Regions from separate parts of the Gossypium hirsutum genome. Here region 1 is linked to region 2. A link is a contact called in public Hi-C data. All regions are on one chromosome and are shown on one strand. The core of a region is the stretch at or near the end of the contact, and the rest is flanking DNA. Distances in the headings are between cores, read along the strand shown. Region 1 has its middle 13 kb from the start of LOC107927904. Region 2 holds the start of LOC107927880 (transcription initiation factor TFIID subunit 14b).

What was found. A called contact is a pair of places that touch in the nucleus more often than the background predicts.
Region 1: a Hi-C map of leaf shows a contact between it and region 2, with 2.9 times the contacts expected there. The contact joins the enhancer-like site here to the promoter of LOC107927880 in region 2. A contact is called at or near these places in 11 of 34 Hi-C or Micro-C datasets (anther, hypocotyl, leaf and 1 more).

The regions. Positions count from the first base shown.
Region 1 is chrA12:7,316,513-7,321,144 of Gossypium_hirsutum_v2.1, reverse strand. No RefSeq gene overlaps it. Among protein-coding and RNA genes, the nearest start is that of LOC107927904, 13 kb to the left of the region's middle. Within about 2 kb of position 1,949, at least 2 of the 9 cell types and tissues checked have an H3K27ac peak or open chromatin away from gene starts, as enhancers often do. A contact at or near this core is called in hypocotyl and leaf, where this site is marked.
Region 2 is chrA12:7,266,483-7,271,044 of Gossypium_hirsutum_v2.1, reverse strand. LOC107927880 (transcription initiation factor TFIID subunit 14b) reads right to left here and starts at 2,823. Exons shown (of 6, transcript XM_016859004.2): 1 at 2,581-2,823; 2 at 2,165-2,244; 3 at 1,834-2,055; 4 at 1,009-1,196; 5 at 804-925; 6 at 284-598. The coding sequence starts at 2,694. The coding sequence ends at 521. LOC107927871 (pentatricopeptide repeat-containing protein At3g12770) reads right to left here. Exons shown (of 2, transcript XM_041082604.1): 1 at 2,771-4,562; 2 at 2,581-2,687. The coding sequence ends at 3,329.

The DNA of each region.
Region 1 (4,632 bases), core at 700-3,199, 51 kb before region 2:
CATTTCCATTCCAAACTTATAGAATTCTAGCTTATCATCTACCAACATTAAAACATATAATCAAATTTACTAACTTCTATTGCCAACTTTGCAAAACATAATTATAAGCATTATTAGCTTCTAACTCAAATATTCCAAACATAGCAAGATACAAGGGACTCTACCAAGTACATGCTCTTTTATATACTATCACCACTCATATCCAATTTCATGAATTAATTAAATCATGCATCTCTCTATTCTATTCAATTTAGTCTATGTTTCGATATTCACTTCCACTCTTACCATTTTCATTCAATATCTATTAATAGCTTACCTTAATGCTATAAAATGCAATATACCATAAATATGTATTAACTAAAATTAGTTTCGAGTCATAGAAATACAAATCGAAAGCTCGCATTACTGATCATTGACTTTCGCCTTTCATTTCCCTTTCGACGATCCTGTATCATTTTAGCTGCGAATAATAATTCAGTAATGGTATAATATCCAATTCTATCCAAGTCACATTCAATTACAAGGTCCTAAATATTTTGTGAATGATTCAATTTAATCCTCTCTATCAACATTTCGAAAAGATAGAACTTAATTATAAATTATTTAGTGGAATGACTTCGTGACTAAATAAGTTTATAATTAATAGGCTAAAAGCTAGAACTTAATTATAAATTATTTATAAACTTTAATTACATATGTTCAATTGGCCACTTTGCTAGCTCATTGAAACCAAAAACGAATTGCATGTAGAACCAAATGAACAGAAATGGATGGAAATAATGAAGTTAGAGAAATCGGTCACATTCACAAATGTATATGTTTTCTCATTGAGTATAGAAATTACTTGATATTAATTTATGGTTTTCGATTTATTATTTAATTAATTAGTCATTGTGAATCTGTTGAATATGAAAATTAAATATATTTCCTTATAATTTTTTTACGATAAAGTTGTTATGACTTTAACGGAATTAGAATTAGGTTGAGAAAGTTATTAATTGGAAAATTAATTTATCTAATTAAATTAATTAATTAAATAATATTTATTTTGAGAAATAGAAAATATGTATTGAGTCAGATTAAATTATAAAGTGTTGGGTTAAAAATTTAAGAAACACATGTAATTGGATCCAATACAAGAGAGGCTCAAATCCTCTCAATTATAAAAGAGGGGTGACATACCTAGTATTATTTACTAGGGTAGGGTGTGCAACTCACCCTGTTCTACTTAGAATAAAACATTATTTTCTATTAAATAATATTATTTATATTTTATTAATTTAACCAAGATTCTCTTATCTCTCCCTATAAATAGATGACATTAGTAGAACTATTAATATAAGAGTTTAACAGAAGTTCCAAATATTGTTATTTTGCCAGAAAGTAGTGAGAATTTATTCTTTAAGAATAAATTTTATTTTTTGGGAATTACAATTCTACCGATTTCTATTAAGAGAGAATTGCTTTCTTACTTAAAGCAATAAAACATTTATGATTCTATGTTTGGTTCGTGATTGTTTAAACTAAGGCTTGAAGTAATTCGTGATACGAGAATAGCGGGAAAAGTTGTTCAGGTGAAAGTCGGGAATGTATAGGATCCGTCTCGCTCAAAGAACATATATTTTTTAAGAAAAATTTATTACTATAAATATCATAAATCAACTTAATTTTTAAAATTTTAATTTTTCACTATATTTTTTTTTTCTAAACTCAATTTTTCGAGCACATAACTCTTCCTTAAGCCGCTTATCACGCCCGTATGCCTTGATATAACTTGTCCATTTTGCAGAACCAGCATGTTAATATGATTATCAGAAAATGATTGTAATCCAGAGACACCCCCCCTTCTACATCATAATCAAGCCGTCATTCCTTCCAACACAATCCACCAGAAAACAACCTATCATGTTGGATTGTGTACTAGGAAGGCCCATCAAACGAGTCTCACAGAAAAATACAACATCGGGAGTTTTGGAGGTCACAAGCCTCTTTTGTCCAAGAATGCTGGATCCTAAGTATCTGAGGGAAAAACAAATTTCTTGTAAAAATCATTATTTTGGTTTGTAGGTGAGGAGAAAAAGTCCATTGTAGGCATGAATAAAGAGCCTAAGCCCAAAATTTCATGCCCAATTTAAATTATTATATTTTAATTGAAAATTTTAAGATTTTTTTGGCACTTTATACTGAGGAAATGGGAACTTACAGTCTATAAATCATTCAATAAATATTCGGGTGACCATATGATGATAACTAAGTACTTTTGAGTGTATGAATTTGTTAAGAAAGTTGATGGATTTTGACCAAGGTGGCATACTGAAGGTAAATGGAGTAAAATGTGATATGAATATAAAACATGTTAGTTGCAGAGACGAAAGCAATGGCTGACAGTTGAATAGTAATTGTATTGCTAGTCGTTTCCAAAAATTAATAAATTTCTCTCTACACAAAATGTACAACTTCTAAACATGAGACTACGAATTGATTTCCATTTTTGACATAGGTTTCTTTCTAAGGTCTACGCATGTTTCTCCTTCACTTTGCAACAAATATGCCTAAATGAGGATGAAACAAAAACAGAGGGGTTGGGATGCAGAAAAGAAAGCATCATTGACCTAACCTTTAGGTCCTTCCGCCTATGTAATCCGTCTCTATCAATCAAGTCAAAATTTTGGCTTCATTTCTATACTCAAATTTATGTTTGGTATTTCAAGATAATTATTCATTTAATTTAATATATGAAATTTGAGCAAGATGTGTAGATGGTTTAGGTAGATTCCTATAAGACTTTTTTTTTAAAAAAATTATTTTTTTTAGATTCAAATTTTTTGGGTTCAAAAATTTTAGTATTTAGATCAGCTCAAATCAAGTAGGCTCTGATTAATTCAAATAATTTTAATATTTTTAAATTATAAATATTTTTAATTTTGAATGTAATAATTCATTTTATTTTTATAGTTAATAACACAATTTAAATTTGTCTTATAAAATGCGTAGATTATATATATATCATGATAGTTGGTTCCATGGCACCACGTGTTGAGCTTTTACAAGTGGGTCGGTGGTACATGACTAAGTGGTATGTCACTATATGCTTAAGTAGGGTAACGATTGGACATACTTTTAATTATCTAGGATGAGACGTAATAGTTAGAGTCAGAGATTACGATTAATAAGTGGGGCCTTCATGAGTGTTAAGTCGAAGAGTGTTTCCGATGGTGCATTCGAGGCGTTCACTTCACTAAGGGCTAGTTTAGCATTACTTTTAAGAAGTACTTTTAAAAAGTGTTGTGGAAAAATGATTTTAAAAAATTTGATTTAAAATTTAAGTATTTAATATTACTGTAAAAAAATACTTTTGAGAAATAAAATGTCCATTAAAGATATTGTGTTATAAAGTAACAAATATGCATTTAAATAATGTTCGAATTAGTTAATATTATTATATTTTAGTAAGAATATAAAAAATAAATTATTATAATTAGTTGTTAATATTTTAATATATGAAATATAAATTTTAAATATTTTTAAGTAATTAATATTAATTATTTATAAAATTTAATTCGAATATATAAACTAAATTTTAAATATTAAATTATAACCAATAAAAAATTAAATATATAATATTATATATTTAAAATAAATTTCAATAGGAAAATAATTACATACACAATATAAATATTATATAAAATATTTTATAAAAGTTAAATTGTCATTTGTTCTTAAAAGCGTTTTTGCTAAAAGCAAAAGTTAGAAAAAATTGCTTTTGCTTTTAGGTTGAAAAACGCTTTTCAAAAGTACTTCTGACTTCAAAAGTTCTCTATTTTGTATTTATAACACTCAAAAATATAAAAGGTTAATTACAAAAAATGATTAAGTAAATGAATAGGCTTGATGATCGAGTGTTTAATTTATTCCCTAAAGGTCTTAGAGGTTTAAATCACATTTCTTCCAATTCTTTTCTTTATTTTTTTTTCCAGTAACCTATGATCAAAATCATACTTGAATAGATATTAAATAGAGTAGAAAATAGCCAAGTGTAGGTAGTAACCTAATTGGTTAAGTATTTTCTCTTCTCCCTTTAAACCCAAGTTCAAGACCCGCTTTCCCTTCATATTCTTTTAATTTCGGCTAAAAAGGAGAAATTACAATGCAACCCCTTAGAATTTCCAAAATTCTAAATATCTACTCTCCTAATTAGACATGGATTTCAATTTCTTTCCAACCCTAAATAGGATTTTCCCTCTTCTCTTTGTATTATTCTTTTTCTCTTTTCTTTTATCAAAATTTACATCTTTTTGTTGAAAATTATTTTTCTAGCCCGACTTAAAATGGATTTTCGTTAACTAGTTTTCTTCACTGGTTTCGAAATTTTCGACAATCGTATCCCGTATTTTCATCAAAATTTAGGTAAGTACTCTCGTTTAGATTTTTAAGAACTCGTAAATTCTAAAATAGCGTCGGATCTCGCTAATCTTTCGATTTGATTACGATCCATTGTGAATTTTGCCAAAACTCTTGATAATCTTGTTTAATATTGAAATTCATTATTGATTCATGTGTAAAACTCGTTTGAATGATCTATTTTAGGTACCCCGGACCAGATTCCCTTAAAACCTTAGGTTATTTGATTCT
Region 2 (4,562 bases), core at 1,574-4,073:
ACACCTCTAATCCAATACACCTTTAATCCAATACACCTCTAATCCAATACACCTCTAATCCAATACAGCGAACCAAACGCACCCTTAGTCTTTTGGGATTAGACTAAATCATTGTCATGAGTTTTCCTAGCATGACAGTGAACTGTAGCACTGCATCTTATCAGAAAACTGCAAAAAACTAAAATTTAAGGACTAGTTCTTATTTTCCACTATATTTTACTTTCAGGCAGTATATACTTGTATATCTTCAAGGAGAACTAGCAGAAACTGGTGTTTTTTTAACTAGTGAATTTACCTTCTATTAAAGAAAGAAATAGTAGATACTGTTCCTTTTGCCATGCTTTTATTAGTTCAGAGCTCAAAAGCCATGAAAAGGAAGAAAACAAGACAAAACTCAGCAAAGTCTTAGAAAATACATATCTCAGTTACATTACTATGCCATCACGTGCCTTTGCCGCAAAATCAATTTAAACTGGAAGTGGAAGTCTCAAAATTTCCAAGACTACTGTAAATTCACTATTCAGAGTGGTTTGAACTGTTGATTCTGCCCGTCGGTCAAGCTAATTTGTCGCCTGAGCTTAGCAATATGAGCTTGTACCTACACATTCCAGTTAAAATATCCAAACATTTGAATTTCTTGACATCTTTACATGATAATGGGCCAATTATTTTGAAAAGATGTCGGTGAACAAGTTTGTGAACAAACCAAATGTAACTGGAAATAGAAAAAGTAAAGATGCTTTGCATTTCACATTTCACAAATAGGAAACTCATCCTAGGAAGTAAAAATCATGCTTGCTTACCTGCTGACGAGCAGCTGCAAGTTGTAATAGCTCATCTGCTTCAGAGAAATTCAAGAACCACTGGCTTAGGGGATGGTCCTTAGTGTCACCTCTCTTCTTTTTACTTTCATCTTCAGTTGATACTGCAAGCAATTTAGAGGTATCCTCATGAAACATAAGATTAACACCAAACAAAAAATTTCAAAGACAAGGCATAGGAATAAACCCGAGGGTGGTAAAGTAACACCAGCTGGTAACCTGGGGAAGGTTACTGCTGGATGATTCTGCACACGAGCTAAAAAACTCTCTGACAGTTCTGTGAATACAACCTCATCATAGGATTCCACAACAACAGGTTTTTTGGTCGACATGGGGCCAGATTCATCTTCTGGGTATAACTTCAGATGATGATATCTGGAGAATAAAATTTTAATATCAACATTTTGCCTTGAGGCTTTATTTAGATTTTTGGTTTTCCATCAATGGAGTGGGTGATATGTGATTTTGATAGCAAGAATTGTTAGTTAAAAACTGAATCATTGCGAGAAAATTCCAGCACTCACTAAATATCTTCAGTACGGCGCGCGCGGGGGGGGGGGGGTTGGAATGTCAGAAAATCCAACATTAATTCAACATAATCAGAACATTATATCTGCTGATTATTAAAATGTTTACTTTGATTCCAGCCAACTCCTTAAGAAATTGAATAATATAAAATGGAAAACAACAAATAAAGTAATTCATGTATCTCACAGTTATATCTAAATATAACCAAATCATTAATTTTCTACACTTGATTACCAACTGAGACACATCAACAGTAAAGTAGTCTTTCATGGTAAGAGTTATCCACTGTAGGCCAAATGACTATTAACAACATCAAAATTAAAACGAGTAGAAGTTCTTTCTAGTGCTACATAATTGTATGTTCTTCTCCTACATATCTTTAACAATGTCCTAATTAAACAATGACTGTATTAGGACTAAACCTCTGCTATTTCTGGAATAAACCAACTTAACTAAAACCAGATTAACAGGCAAAGCAACTCACAAGTTCAAGGGCTTCTCACAAACATCGTTATGGAAGAATAGTGTAATGGCAATCTCAAATTCGCCCCACCCTGATTCTGATAACTCAAATGGAGCAGACTCCACAACCCTTGTTGGGTTATTGAAACTGGAATGCAACTGAAAAACAGCCCGCTTTACAACCACACTAAGATCCTCATTCGTTGCCCCACGAACATACACAGTCCATCTGTGCGATTGATACCTGAATCAAGCATTGAAAATACAAACCAAACGTAACTGAAACGTGCAAATAACAAACCAAAGAAGAAAGCAGAAGTTCCAAAAGTTCCAAGTGTTAAGCAAATACTCACTCGCTTGCCTTTTTACCAAGCCAAAATGCAGCATTACCATATACGATAGGAACACTTATTTCAACATCTTTGATCTTCTTCTGCACCGGAATCATAAAAAATACAACAATAAGATATTCCTGACAAAAGAACTACTTGTTCTGTAATAAAAACATTTCAAATCATAGTTTTTTAGTGCAACCAGGTTGAAAACTAATTTCTCTTTTCATAGGTTACATCATTTTGATTGCCGACATATTGGGTAAAACTCCAAATTTAAATGATGACAAATTGTAGCTCCAAAATTCAATTAAACATCAGTCAAATAGCTGAACACGGAAATTTGAAAGAAAAGAAAAAAGACAGCTTTTTGGCTTCTTGGGGTGATGTTATTTAGGTGAATTGAGTCCGAAATTGAATTGAGATTTCAAGACTACCTTCTTTTCACTGTCTTCGGATTTGCCCATTTTGGTGCGCTGTGATTTGAGCGTGGGCAAGCTAATCTCCGGCTGATCTGGATCTTTCTTTTTCGACAATGAAGTATCTATCATATCATGTAAGAAAATCGGCTCAACCTCGTGAGAAATCAAGGTTCAACTAGAAAGAAAATTAGGGTTTTTCTTTCACCTTAGTTACAGTGCCTGGTTTGCAGGGCATGGGGTTTGAGGAATTGATTGCGTAAGTGAGGTTTCTATAACACTCATGATTTTAGCCAATAATAGAGCAACATGTAATGTGACAGACGAACAAGTGCACCATAGAATGACTAAAAGGCCCTTATTTTTAATGTTATGTTCAGTAGGATTGGCCAGCTTGAGTCTGGCCCTTTTGTAGTTGGCCCAGCAGCCCCGACAGAGAAATAAGGAACAAATTAAATTGCCCCAAACTGGAATTTAATTCCAAACTTTTATGCCTATGAAATCTTGGCCGTGTTCATAAGGTTAAAGCTTTGGAATTCTAACGTGAAAATGATGTGCACTAAACATAATTTATACAACACAATCCTTGCAAGCTCCATAAAAGCAGCCAAAATGAAGATGCTGCAGTTTCCTCCAAAGCATGTTGTAACATGAAGTTATCAACGTATTCACCCTTCTAAACTGCATGCTTCAGAATCCCACATGTTCATTCAAATGAAACCATTTACATCCTACATGTCTCCTTCATGACTGATACCTGCTCTATTCAACCACTGACTTCTACCCAACTAAATGCGGTATCTTTCTTTAATCCTCTCTGCTTCATTGTCTCCCTTAACTGACCAATCTCATCCCACATTCTTAACCTAGCGTATAAATTTGATAGCTTAACATAAACTCCAACATTCTGAGGATCCAACTCGAGTGCCTTTTGAGCAGCAAATTTACCCAACTCAACATTTTCATGATCACTGCAAGCACTAAGTAAAGCCACCCATAAGGAAACACTGCCATTGTTGTGGCCTTTCTGAAGCATCATCTCATTGACCACCTTCATTGCCTTCTCTAACTCACCAGCCCTACATAGTAGATCAACCACACAACTGTAGTGCTCTGGACCAGGAATCAACTTGTAAACATGAGTCATGCAATCAAAATACTCAAGGCCTAGTCTTATTTGTCCAGTGTGACCACAGGCTGAGATGACTGTTACAAATGCCACCTCATCAGGCTTAATACCCTCCCTCAACATCTCTTTAAATAACAAAATCAAGTCTTCATAGTGTCCATTTCTTCCATACACACCAAGCATTGAAGTCCAAAGAACAACATCCCTTCTTTTCTCCCTCCCCAATCTCAGCCCTGCCAAACTGAAAACTTGGAAAGCTTGCATCACCAACCCACATTTTCCATACATTTCAATCAATGAACTTTGCAGAAATACATCCTCCACCAAATTATAAAATTTACGGAATAAATATCCATGCATTTGCCTCCCCAATTCAATAGCCGAAAGCCCTGCACATGCACGTAACATAGCCGATAAAGTAAAATGGTCATAATCCAAATTCAATCCAGGCATCTTCCTAACAAGTACAAGTCCCTGAATCCACAACTTAGCCTCACAAAATCCTGATAAAAGTGCATTTGCACAAACGGAGTTCTTAAAAGGAATTTCATCGAACATCACAGCTGCATCTTCGATAAGTGACGATTTTGCATATAAATCAACTAGAGCACTGCCTACAAAGACACTCGACGTCCAACCTGATTTCGCCACGTGAGAATGAATTTGTTTACCAAATTCAGCTTTCTTCAATGAAGATGACGCTGATATGGAACTACACAAAGCATAAGTATCCAAAGAAATGCCATTAAAGTGCATAAAAGAAAAAGTTTTTAGTGCAAAAAACGCAAACCCATTTTTTGAAAAATCAGATATTATTACATTAAAGGGCAATGGGTTTGGGGGGTTTATGGATTTGAAGTAATTGGTTAAG